Regions from separate parts of the Mus musculus genome. Here all the other regions are linked to region 2. Evidence: chromatin contacts called from public Hi-C data. All regions are on one chromosome and are shown on one strand. The core of a region is the stretch at or near the end of the contact, and the rest is flanking DNA. Distances in the headings are between cores, read along the strand shown. Region 1 has its middle 18 kb from the start of Gm36076. Region 2 overlaps D5Ertd615e (DNA segment, Chr 5, ERATO Doi 615, expressed). Region 3 has its middle 49 kb from the start of Gm36076.

Region 1 (3,961 bases), core at 230-2,729, 330 kb after region 2:
ATACTTAGGCTTGTAGCTTTTGGACCACTCTTTAAAAAGATATTTCACATGCTTTAATAAATATTTAAAAGAAAAGCATCACAACCTAGGGCTAGGCAGAGAATTCTTTGGCTTGATGACAAAGGCATTCTACCCCCCCCTCCCAAAAAAAGCAAAAAACTGAATTTCTAAAAACAATCCAATGACTGGATGAAAATAGTTGCAAATGAAGTCTTTTAAAATGCTTGTATCCCAATATAAAAGAACTCTTTGAACGAAGCAGTAAGTTAATAAACAATTTGATAAAATGTGGACAAAGGCCTTGTACCAACACTTGTTCAAAGGTAGATATGCATAAACATATGAAAAGAAATCCAGTATGATTAGCTCTTAGCTATCCAGGGCACAGTTTCAGTGAGATATCATCACATCCTCACTAGAATAGCCAAATTAAAACACACTGGCAATAAAAAGGCATTGAAGAGAATGTGGAGCCAATGGGTCCTTTACACAGCATAGTGGGGAAAGAAACAATAAAACCATGCTGAAAACATCAGTCATTCTTCCACATGAGCCACTGAATACATGTTCTGGGCATTTAGTCTAGGAAAAAAAATATGAGAACCTATAAATAAATATTCAGAATAGGTTACTTCTAGCAATCAAACACCAAAAGCCATTTAAATGTCTGTTGATTGGTGATGAGCAAACAAATTGATATGCCCATTCAGTGGCGATATATATATGAGTGTGTGTGTGTGTGTGTGTGTGTGTGTGTGCGTGTGTGTGTGTAAACTTATATATATATTATATATATAATAAACCCAGGCAAATAGGATATATAGCTAATAGTAATGAACTGATGTCAAACTGCAAGCTATGACAATGGACTATTATGATGGGCTGGCAAAAAATACAGAGGTTCACTCTGTACTCCTTTATTTATTTGTTTATTTTGGTTGCCTCTTGACAGAGTTATTGAGATTCCCCGCAGATGTTTGTGTGCATGCTCTCTTTGCTGATGCGTGCTATATCTGTCAGTATTCACTGTATTAGAAGTTAGTTCTGAGAATTCATTACATATTTGTTTACTCATCTAAATACAGCAAGACTATCAATGATAAAAACAATAACAACCCATTCTGTGAGGAATAAGTATTTTCTAAGGCAAAGGTATAGAGAGTAAAGACTGATTTGGGCTTTGTAGAGGACAGCCGTGTTTTTCCCTCTGGTTCTATATTCTAATATTCTAATTCTAACAGTGGTGATTCTGCAGGGCATGCCATCTGCAGACTTCCCTTTACACATGTGGGAGGATGAAGGCAGAGAGGCAGATGACCTGCTTGTTTTACTGTAAATCTGGACCTCACAGATCCTCTCAGGGGATCTTGAAAATATCTGAGGTCCCCTATCCCTACATCAAGAACTTCTATGCTAGGCTGTTGCAAGCACTACAATACTTCTGCTATTTGTTTTTGTTTCTGTGCTTTTTCTCTAAGACTGAGAGCTGCATCAGAGCCAGGGTCTCTGAGTTCACCTGCTTCCCTGGAGGCCGGGACTGTGCCAAGGATTTAGAAAGATTTTAATACATGTGGCCAACAAGAACAAAGAACGAGTAAAGGAAACATTTGTTGTTCTGAATTTTTTTCTGTTGTCTTTAAATCTCTGCTGCTGATTACAGCTTTTAAAGTTTAAAGGGAAAATCCAAGTCTCGAGAGATGAGCTGCCGGTGGGAAGAAAGTCAGTTGATCCCAGACACAGTGGACAGCAGTTGAGGGAATCCACAGAGAGCCAAGTTATTTGCATTCAGAGTGTTATGTATGACTTTCCCCTCCCCTTGTCTCCTGCCATCTCTGATTTTTTATGTTCCTTGTCAGGACACAGGACTACACACAGGATATATAGCACATGTTGCAAGGTCTGGGAGGGCTCCTTGCAGGACCAGGCACAGCCAGGATCAATTAAGTAACAAGGAAGGTAGAAAATATAGCTGCAGCTGGAACAAATCAGTTAGTCAGGCATGCGGGCTCGGCCCATAAAAGGTCAACAGGCAAGGGGCGTGAGTAGCTGCCAGTGAAGCTCTTCAATATGCAGAGTCCAAAGTAGCTGAGAAACATTGTTCATCCCTGAGTCCCAATTTCCAGCCAGTGTGCATGCACCATGCATGAACAGATTGTGCAGTAGACTCTGCAAACCATGGTCTTACTCATCTGGCTGCTTCTTCAGTTGCTTTCTCCCCATTCCCCATCTGTGGGTGAGTTATTCCACAGTGACAGGTTGTTTTAATGGGATGGAGGCAGACCTCACCTTCTAAATCAAAATGTGTGAGAGGAGTTGGCCTGTGCATGAATTGAGGCACCTTCTTGGAAGGAGGGAAGAGCAACAATCCCTAACATAAAGCAAACGTTCACACTTCACCTCCTCAAGTGTGGATTATAACTACAGAGCACTTGCAGGTCAATTTCAGCAACAAAGAGCTTGGCAAACTGAGTAGTTACCAGCTCTCTGCAACAACAAGGACTCATTGCTTCATAGTCAGATTCAGAGCCATGCCCTTGGCTTTCCTCAGGATAATTATTCCATCTTTATGCACGCTGTGCTCTGAAGTTGTTTGTCAACAAAAGCTGGAGTCATCTGGGAAGAGAGAATGTTGAGAAGATTGCTTCCCTTAGAATGCCCTGCTGACAAGTCTTTTGGACACTTTCTTGATTGGTGATTGATATGGGAGGACGGAGCCTGTTGTGGGCAGTGTCACCCTTGGACAGGTGTTCCTCAGTTGCAGAGGAAAGGCAAGCTGAGTAAATTAAAGGGATCAACCCAGCATGTAAGCAATTTCTCTCATGGTCTCAGCTTCTGCTCCTATCTCCAAGTTCCTGCCTTGGCTTCCCTCAGTGATAGACTGTGATCAGGACATGTAAACCAAAAACCTTCTACTTCACACATTCCCTTTAGTTACTGAGACATGTACACACACACACACACACACACACACACACACATGAGAGAGAGAGAGAGAGAGAGAGAGAGAGAGAGAGAGAGAGAGAATGGAAGAGAAGAAGGGAAGGGCGGGAGGGATGGAGGGATAGGGAAACAAAAAGGCAGAGAGAAGAATGGTAGGAGAGACAGAGAAATGGAGACAAGAAAAGGAGGGTTGGAGAGAGAAGAATGGGGGAGGGGAGAGAGAAAGGCACACACAAAGAGAGAGAAGGAGAAGGAAGCAGGAAGAGATGGAGACAGAGACAGAAATTGAGGGAGACAGAGGGAAGAATGCAAGGAGGGACAGAGAGAGAGAGAAGAAGAAGAAGGAGGAGCAAGAGGAGGAGGAGGAGGAGGAAGGAAGACATGGAGAGAGAAGAGGGGGAGGGGAGAAAGGGGATGGAGAGAGAGACAGACAGAAAGGTACACACACAAAATATATAGTGAGAGAGATTTATAGTTGGGTTTCAGGGTGAAAAGTCTAAGTACACAGGTAGAATGTTAATAAATTTCCTTACATTAAGCACACTTTTATATTTTGATCAGCATTTCAGAATACAATTAGAGAAGGAAACCCCAATGCATGTTTTGAGTTTTCACCAAATATAGTGGTATAAAACAAAATCAAATTGACTGTGTCTGCTAAAAGTTTATTTATATTTTCATTCATTCACTCTATGAGATTGAGAGACCACAGACATCAGTAAGATTAGTTGGCACCATTCTAAGGTTCCCATTGGGAAGTAAAGTCACACATAGTAGGACCCCAAAAAGAAAGTTGTCACTGTTGACAAGTGTCTTGATGAAGAGAAGAGATCTAGAGAAAACATTGTCTTACACTTTTTTTTGCATGCATTTTAGAGTCTTCAGTAGCCTGTGAACTCTTATCTTTTAAATTCAATTTAAAGACACCAGGCTGTGTATTCATGTGAACAAGTTGGCAGGGAAAAATAAGGCTCAGATGCAGATCTTAGCTGTGGACATTTCTATTTACCTACTTGAAGAA
Region 2 (4,334 bases), core at 1,288-3,787:
CTTTAGCTCCTTGGGTACACTCCATATTTTATCCCTCTCTCATTCACCCTCCAACTGTTCCACATCCCACACCTCCTCCCCACACCCTGTCTCCATGTGTATGCTCCCACCCCCACCCCACCTTACCTTTAAACTCCCTGGGACCTCCAGATTATTATTATTTTTTTGGGAGGGGGTTTCGAGACAGGGTTTCTCTGTGTAGCCCTGGCTGTCCTGGAACTCACTCTGGAGACCAGGCTGGCCTCGAACTCAGAAATCCGCCTGCCTCTGCCTCCCAAGTGCTGGGATTAAAGGCATGTGCCACCACTGCCCGGCAAGGGGCCTCCAGATTCTTGAGGGTTAAGTGCATCATCTCTGAATGAATACAGACCTGGAAGGCCTCTACTGTATGTGTGTTGGGGGCCTCATATCAGCTGTTGTATGCTGCCTGTTTGGTGGTCCAGTGTTTGAGAGATCTTGGGGGACCAAATTAATTGAGACTGCTGGTCCTCCTACAGGATCACCCTTCTCCTCAACTTCTTTCAGCCTTCCCTAATTCAATAATGGGGTCAGCTGCTTCTGTTCATTGGTTGGGTGCAAATATCTACATCTGACTCTTTCAGCTGCTTGTTGGGTCTTTCAGAGGGCAGTCATAATGGGTTCCTTTTTGTGAGCGCTCCATAGCCTCAGTAATAGTGTCAGGCTTTGGGACTTCCCCTTGAGCTGGATCCCACTTTGGGCCTGTCGCTGGACCTTCTTTTCCTCAGGCTCCTCTCCATGTCCATCCCTGTAATTCTTTCAGACAGGAACAATTATGGGTCAGAGGTGTGACTGTGGGATGGCAAACCCATCCCTCACTTTATGTCCTGTCTTCCTGCTGAAAGTGACACCAGTCATTTTTATCTTGTGTATTTATTTTGTTTGAAGACAGTCTCTACAAAGGACCCCTTGGAACACTAATATCTTCTTACTCTAGATACTGACTTTATTATGCCATTTGATGGCTGGTAAATTGAGACATTAATAAATAAAACTATGCAAATAAGTTTTACAATTTAGTCATTGCCTGACTATAGACAAGCAACTTCATGCCCATGAGCTCTAGTTTTCCTATTTGCAAAATAGGAACAATAATGTCTGCTCTGTGCTGTTATGAGGGTAGAAATCTAATCTAAATTGTCCCTTAACTCAAAGGCCAGCCCCTAAGAATAAGACTCTTGTCTGTGTTTACCAAATATAGTGTCCTCCTGACTCTTTGGCCAGGACTCAATTTCATGTTTCCTGGTCAGTTGTGAGTGTAGAAGGGAAAAGAGAGGATGTGCGTGTATTAGGAGTGTATGTGGCTGAAATTTGACTCTGTTAAAGCATGCTGTCTCCTAACAGCTCTTCTTTTGGGGTTTGGAGAAACAAAAGACTTCTTCTCTTGGTTAGGAAACCAAGATCTAGAAGCATGAAGTCTCTGGGAGCCATTTCTTCTATTCCTAAAATTGACTCTAATGTGCTCTGTGACCTATGGAACACACTTTTACCTGTCTGAATCTCTGCTTCCTATGACATAAGATAGGTCTGGGGACATTGCTTAGTGTTTAACTTCCTGGTGTGAGCTTTACCTACCTGGTGTGAGGTCTTAGTCTTGAATTTGATCAAATTACAAAAATAAAATAAGGTAAAATGAGGTGGCTAGTCCAGGTGGCATTAGCGACTCTTCAATCTTTGCAGTTTTAAAATTCTATCCAGATTTGGGAGTATAAAAACCTCGAAGTGTGTTTCTTTTCTGTAAAATGAAGGGGTGTGTGGTAGCAACGAAGAGGTCGATGATGGGACTGTTATTTTAAATTGGCCACTTGGGGTCGCTAGCGACTCGAGACTGGCTGATAAGGACAGCAGAATGCCTCAGGGAATGGATTCTGGGGGCGGTTGATGAAATTTTCTTTCTTGTCTCTCCCTTTGGTTCTAGAATTTGGCAGAAAACTTGATCGCATCATTAGTGTTGAACAGCTCTTAAGCACGTGGCAGAGGACTGTATAGAGCCTAGGCTGTGGCAAGGTAGCCATGCCCATCCCCAAAGAGAAGAGAAGAGAAGAGAAGAGAAGAGAAGAGAAGAGAAGAGAAGAGAAGAGAAGGGAACAGAAAGAAAATAAAAGGAAAGGAAAGGAAAGGAAAGGAAAGGAAAGGAAAGGAAAGGAAAGGAAAGGAAAGGAAAGGAAAGGAAAAACAGAAAAGAATTAGACAAATATCGGAGATGCAGCTGGTCCTGCCTTTTGATTACTCGGTGTGCCTTGACTTGAAAAACCGGTTCTGCAAGGTTAAACTGGGTGGCATAAAACCTGACTCCGAGGTAGTGTAGTTTGTCCCATAGAATTCGGAATCATCAAAGGCAGAGAGCATTGAATTCCCACGGAAGCCCGCTGAGTAGGGGGTTTTCCTGATGAGCTCTGCTGATGAGGAAAATGTAGCGGAGAAAGACGCAAAAGTCCCAGTGGAATCCAGTGAGGGATCACCTAGCAAGAAATAAACAAAAGAGGGCCAAGCGTCTTTGCACTTGGAGCTGACAAGCTCCGCATAATGTAACCCTGTCCAGAAGAGCAGTACCCTGCTCAGAGCATGAGAATAGCTTTCTGCAGTGCTGTGTAAACAGTCTTTTTCACTAGCCTTCCTGGCTGCTAAACTGGGAGAAGCTTAAGTGGAGGAGGAGGAGGAGGAGGAAAAGGAGGAGGAGTCATCGTCAGAAGGATCTTAATAGAGACAGATTTGGAACTCCCACTGTCCCCTTTCAGGTCTTGAATTACTGTTAATTTTGTTACACCCATCTCTCTTCTCCTAATACTTTTAGAGAATGACAATAAAGAGTCTGCAAAACGAGGGAAATCCACTTTGCCAGGCTGGTCAAAGAGACCCTATCTAGGGGCTGCTTCAGATGGAGGTCTTCTGCAACAGAAGTGAAATATCTATGCCCCAGGTGCCCTTCAGGGGTCATCTGCAGTACCCCTTTGCAGTTTGCTGTTGGGGAGCAGCTTACAGAAAAGGAAAGTGTTTGTGCCATTGTTTGGGGGCTTTCCTTGTTTGCCCCCTCCAAACCTCCAAGTCCAGTCCCTGGTAAACTGTTGGGGACTCTGGAGACTTCAGCGTCTTTTCAGTTTCTTCCTAAACTGTACATTCACACCCATACTGTTTATGTGCACGATCCCCTCTGGTATGTGTCCAGCACAGTTACAGAAACGTACTACGTCTGGGTGCACTCAGGACTTTCAAGGGGTTAACCTCTTTTTTTATATTGCTATCTTCTGTGAAATGGAATAATGCTGGTATTTCCCTAAGGGTGTGATGGGTAGGTTGTAGCAATGTTGAAGTGTAAGGTGATCCAGACTTAGTGACACTATGATAGGTACTATTCCTTGAACTTTGCAGTCCATGATGGTAGCATGTATAACGACAGAACATTCAAAATATAGCTACTGGTGCACTGAGAACAGACTGCCCCGAAAACACTATGGGACATCTCCAGCAATTTTTACACAGATCCTAAGTTTATGTTGTAATTGGTTGCAAATATGTGCTTGAATAAAGTGCCTTTTAAAAGTTAATCTTATGCTACTTTTTGAAAATATGGCTACTAGGCAATTATTATACAAATAATCATGATAGAATATTTTTTTTTACAAATGGCTTATATTTGTATCTCACACTTTATTTCTGCTTGATTTTGCTACCCTAGTCCCTCTAGGACTCATCTGTCTACTAAAATACTACCATTCAACACTACCAAGCTCATTTTGCAGAGCCAACATTACTTGGTAACAAAACAAGAAAGAAAGAAAGAGGAAAGAAAAAGAAAGAAAGAAAGAAAGAAAGAAAGAAAGAAAGAAAGAAAGAAAGGAAGAAAGAAAGAGAGAGAGAGAGAGAGAGAGAGAGAGAAAAAATGAAAACTGTAGATTATTTTCCCTGGTAAATATTTTTAAAATCTCAATAAAATACTTGCAAATTGAATTCAAGAACACATTAAGAACATCCTACACTGTGACCAAGTTGGTTTCAGTCCAAGGTTGGTTGAACATATACAAATTGATAACTGCAATCCAACCCGTAAGTACAAAAGGATAGCAGCCACATGACAATCTCAATCCATAGGGTAAAGGCATTCAAGAAAGTTCAACATCTTTCCATGATAAAAGCTGTGAAGAAGCTGGGGATAGAACCTACCTCGATATAAACAGGCTACATATGAAAGACACACAGCCAGTATTGTACTAAGTAGGGAAAACCTGAAAGCATTTCTTCTAGAATCTGGACTAGGATGAGGATGCCTTCGCTTTCCACTCTTGTCACTACTTGAGGTCTAAGCTACAGCAGTAAGA
Region 3 (4,484 bases), core at 373-2,872, 400 kb after region 2:
TTGTGGCGTGACATTCCTCCCCAGTGCTGCCTGCAGCAAAACATTCCCAGTGAATGAATGAGCAAGGCTAAGGATTCATGAAAAAGCATAGAGGGAACCCAAGCAGTTGGGTAATTTTCAAAAAGGAGAGTCATGATCCAGGAAAGATAATGGGGTTAAGGTAATGCTGTAACGAGTAACAAATTCAAAGACCTCTGGCACAGCCTAACAAGGTGCTCAAATGACTGAATGAAAGGAGGCGTGTAGACTATGAAGTGTTAGCAAGCTTCCATTTATTCTAAGAGAGTTATCTCTCAGCTCTGGATGACTTAGCCATCAGCAGTTACCAAACAAACAACAACATTCCCCAGCCTGATGTGTTGTGTGCTGTTAGCTACTTTTGTTGGTGGGTAAGACTGAGACATACAGAGTGACTCCTCTTTTGGGCGGAAAGTAGATATGTGTATGCACTTTTGATTAGCTTGCTGGGGCATGAAGGGTGGAACAAACCCACCACAAGCTGAGTCCAGCAGGTCTTGTAGCTTGAGATCTTTACTCTGGATCCTGTAGTCCCCCAGACTCTAAAGGTAAGAATGCTGGCTCTATCCCAAAGAAAAGGGAAGAAATGATGAGCCTTGAGCTGTAGTAGAAAGCACAACTAAAATTCTGGAAAGACTTCAGTTTGACCTGTAGAGGCTAGAAGACTTGACCACACATCCAAAACAGTAGAAGCACGAGAAGAAGCCTAGTGAGCAAAATTAGGGGAGGTACCACTACCAGACTGGGACAAATGAGAGACCTAACAAGCCTGAAGAATGCTCAAAAGAATCAGATCTAGGAGCAGCATAGGAAGGGGACAACACTGGGAATGCAGATAGCTCAGCCTTCAGCTCATGCAGTTACAGTCTGTGGTTGGGAGTGAGATTGTCTGCATTTGAGTCTGGATCTTTCATGCGTCCTTCTGTAGACCTGGGGGCAGGTGCTTTCAACTCTTCCTGGCCCAGCTCCCTACTGGGGTGAGAGCTTGTGTGAACATCAAAGGAAACAGAACCCTGTCAGTTGATAGATCTTCTATGACTCCAGAGAGCAGATTTATCTATATCCAGGAAGCTGGGTCCTGAGGTTCCCAACCCCTGAGGGATCTATGGCTCTCACAGGTTCCTGGCTATGCAGCACTGAGTAAGTCACATGACCTCTCTGTTATTTACTTCCTTCTTCCAAATGTCACAATTCGTTTATATAAGTAAGATCCATTCCAACTGTGGAGCAAAAACATGTATTTGTCATTGTATAATTACAGATTTACCAAAAATTCAGACCAAGAGCAGTTCCTAGTCTGTGGTGTTAGCAGCAGGCTATTTCTAATTTGTTAAGGAATTTCCATTTTCTCCTATCTTGACTGAGCCTCCTGTAAAGAAACTGAGCTGAGTCCAAGGGTCTTTTCCCTAAAAATCTCTCCTACAGATGTCTCTTTAGACTCACATGTCAGTCAGTTCCTGGAAGCAAAATCTCCCTTAAAGAATAGAAGTACTCTTTGAGATTTTTTTCAAGCCCAGGGAAGCTTTTGCTGCTTCCCTGCACTGGGTATTGCTGTTGCTAAGAGCTCTGCCCATCCTCTCCCAGGTTTCTTCCCATAGTAGGCGGTGATTTGGCTTCTCCTAGAAGCTGGCCTGGCTTCTAGATTCAGCAAGAGCCAGGCGCTCTGCAGAAATAGAGATGGTGATTCACAGCAGATTCCCCAAGAGGTTTCATCTTTCTTCAGAGAAGTAGGACTGAAGCCAGATCTTATGTAAGAAAACAGATCTGAGTATACAAAAATAATAGCTGTTAGAGAAGGTCATCTGTCCGGGTGGGGAAAAAAAAGTAGTATTAACTGGCACCAGAATTCATCGGGGGTGGGGGATGGGGAGGGCTGTCTTTAATTCGTTAAGAAATTCCTTCAGTTAGCAACATGGAGGAAAGCCCCAAGGTTGTGAATAAGTAGAGAGAAATGGAAGAGTGAAATTGTTGTCCATTCATACTGGAAAGAAAATTAGGGAGGTGCTAAATGGAGAAGAGGAAATTGAACCAGTAAGAAGTTGGCAGGTGCAATGAAGTACAATTTTCACAATTAATAGTGGCACCCATTCTAGGGAAGGATGTGCTGAGCCCTGTGTGAGGTTTTGGTGTCTAGGAGACTGTCACATCACCGTAATATAGAGAAGGATGACTTTTCTTCTTATTGTGTGGATGTTGACAGCACTTTTCACAAGATCACACCACCAGTGATAAGAATAGGTTCTGAAGAACAATCCAATACTAAATTGCATTGTATGAGAATGTGGTTTTACAGCCTAACAACTTCTACCTTCTCAAGAGCTTAGCAAATAGATTCTCCTCTCAGAAAGCATTGTCCAAAGATCTACTAGATTCAGAAGGACATTTAGTAAACAATCTGACATTGTTGTACATGATTTCTACAAACAAAACTGTACAAGTTGCCTGTTGGTTCTTGCTCCTGTTGTTAAAATCTGGACCAGAACTAGGCTTCAAGGTCTCTTGTTGTTAGTTCCAGTAGCAAGGCCAGTTGTTATAAAAATCATTTAATTCTTAGGTAATTTATGTAGCTGATGCTTTCTGAGGAAGAGTATATTCAAATCCAGGGCTTTGGATCTGAAGACATAAGTCAAGGACATACACAATCATGACTACTTCCCAGAATATTCCACTCTATACTTGTGATTCGCTTTGGAGATCTTTGATGTAAATAAACCACCCTGATTATTATGGAACCTAAAACTATGATACTATGGAACCCAAAACTTCCACCAAGAGGCACTTTTGGTTGGAAGCATCTTTCTTAGAAAGAAACGTGTCTTTATTAGACATGTGCAGGGACAGAGCCAGGGTCATTATTGTGAAGGATGTAGAGTTAAACAGATATACCACGGTGGGTGTTGAGTATGATATTTATTTTGCTGTTACTGTGGTGCACTCACAGGCAGAATTAAGAGATATTTGATAGCATTTTGAAGCTTCCTGAGATCACACAGGGAAAGTTGTGGAGGAACACCTAGCATAGAATCAGTAGAGCTTTAGCCATGCCATCTAAATACTGGAGGAGTCAATTTTCATATACCCTTCCATTCCTCCACCCATCCTACAATCTCTCCATCTGACTTCTCTGTTGATGATGTGTGATCTTAAATATTAAAACTGAGAATTAATGAGAAATATTACAGGTGGATGGGAATTGGACCAATAGTTCTTTCTCCATTGGAGAGATGCAAAGGGTGGTAGGCTGTTAAGAAGTATCAAGAGGAGAAGCAAGACAAGAGCTATCATTGGCAAGTATCTTCTGGGAAGCTATGGTTTTGCCTAATGTTCTTTGGTAAAACATACATAGATCCATAATAGGATCATAGTGGATTTTGCCAATGCAGGGTGTAGGCGCCATCTCCCACAGCTGACATGATTGTAACTTAGGAATGGATCTTTGAGGGCTTGACCATTTAAACGTTTTTATATATGTTTATTTCTTTTATCTATGTTTGCTACATATATGTAGTCATCTTTTGATGTCTATGGGAGAATTTATTCCAGAACTCTCACGGACATCTGAATCTATAGGTTCTCCAGACCCTTATGTAAAGGGGTATTTGCATATAAACTGTCCACATCATTCTATATATTTTATTTAGGTAGCAATGCTGGGGTTTGAACTCAAGGCTTTATGCACACTAAACAGGTACCCTCCCACTGAGCCATATCCCTGGCCTTTGGTATGTTTGTGTATTTATCTTGCTATGTAGTACAAGGTGACCTCGAACTTGTGGTTCTCCTGTCTCTGCCCTGTGAATGCTGATGTGACATTTTCTATCATATCCAGTTCTCCAATTACTTATAGAGGAGACTAGGAATTCTATGTAAATAAATGTTATACTGTAGTGTCTAGGACATAGGACATAAATGTCAAGCGAAAAGTCTACACCGACTTGATATTTTTACATTTTTTATGTTGAATTCATAGACTATGGGAGGCCAACTGTATTCTCGTCAGTTCATGTCTAATGTGTCTCATGAGCTCCATGTTCATCCACTTAGATTCTTTTTTCTATAGGCGAATGGAAGTTGTTATACATAAACATGATGTTTACATATGATGCATGTAAATATGTTATAGGAATACATGGTGATGAGTGAGTCACTTAGACCTTCACAGCAAGGTCTTCTATTGCTGAGGAGAACAGAGGAACTAACTGACTCCAAGTATTCAAAGAAAAGAAAGGTTCTGTATGAATATTGATTCATAGAGATGATACACAGTGAAGTGTAGGACCCTAGACAAGCCACACAGATTGTTCCATCTCACTTCCACTCTTTGCAAAACAGACACATTAACACCTGTTTCACAAAATTACGAGCACTACTTTCAGTAATTGTAGGAAAGCCCCAAGCCCACTGAGAGGTGATTAGGAAATGTTCGTTTTCTTGCCTTCTTACTCCTCAGTTGTCACAGTTAAATC

Evidence for each region. Hi-C and Micro-C count contacts between places; a contact is called where the count stands out from the background.
Region 1: a Hi-C map of uterus shows a contact between it and region 2, with 5 times the contacts expected there. The contact joins two enhancer-like sites. A contact is called at or near these places in 6 of 484 Hi-C or Micro-C datasets (the N1E-115 cell line and uterus).
Region 3: a contact with region 2 is called in a Hi-C map of cortical neurons, with 2.4 times the contacts expected there. The contact joins two enhancer-like sites. A contact is called at or near these places in 13 of 484 Hi-C or Micro-C datasets (the N1E-115 cell line, cerebral cortex, cortical neurons and 4 more) and 1 of 115 datasets of contacts at active chromatin or transcription factors (fibro-adipogenic progenitors).

The regions. Positions count from the first base shown.
Region 1 is chr5:44,941,304-44,945,264 of GRCm38.p6, reverse strand. No RefSeq gene overlaps it. Among named protein-coding and RNA genes, the nearest start is that of Gm36076, 18 kb to the right of the region's middle. Within about 2 kb of position 1,479, at least 34 of the 459 cell types and tissues checked have an H3K27ac peak or open chromatin away from gene starts, as enhancers often do. A contact at or near this core is called in uterus, where this site is marked.
Region 2 is chr5:45,276,329-45,280,662 of GRCm38.p6, reverse strand. All of the region lies in intron 4 of D5Ertd615e (DNA segment, Chr 5, ERATO Doi 615, expressed), which reads left to right. Among named protein-coding and RNA genes, the nearest start is that of Gm46912, 120 kb to the right of the region's middle. Within about 2 kb of position 2,537, at least 68 of the 459 cell types and tissues checked have an H3K27ac peak or open chromatin away from gene starts, as enhancers often do. A contact at or near this core is called in cortical neurons, fibro-adipogenic progenitors and uterus, where this site is marked.
Region 3 is chr5:44,874,294-44,878,777 of GRCm38.p6, reverse strand. No RefSeq gene overlaps it. Among named protein-coding and RNA genes, the nearest start is that of Gm36076, 49 kb to the left of the region's middle. Within about 2 kb of position 1,622, at least 50 of the 459 cell types and tissues checked have an H3K27ac peak or open chromatin away from gene starts, as enhancers often do. A contact at or near this core is called in cortical neurons and fibro-adipogenic progenitors, where this site is marked.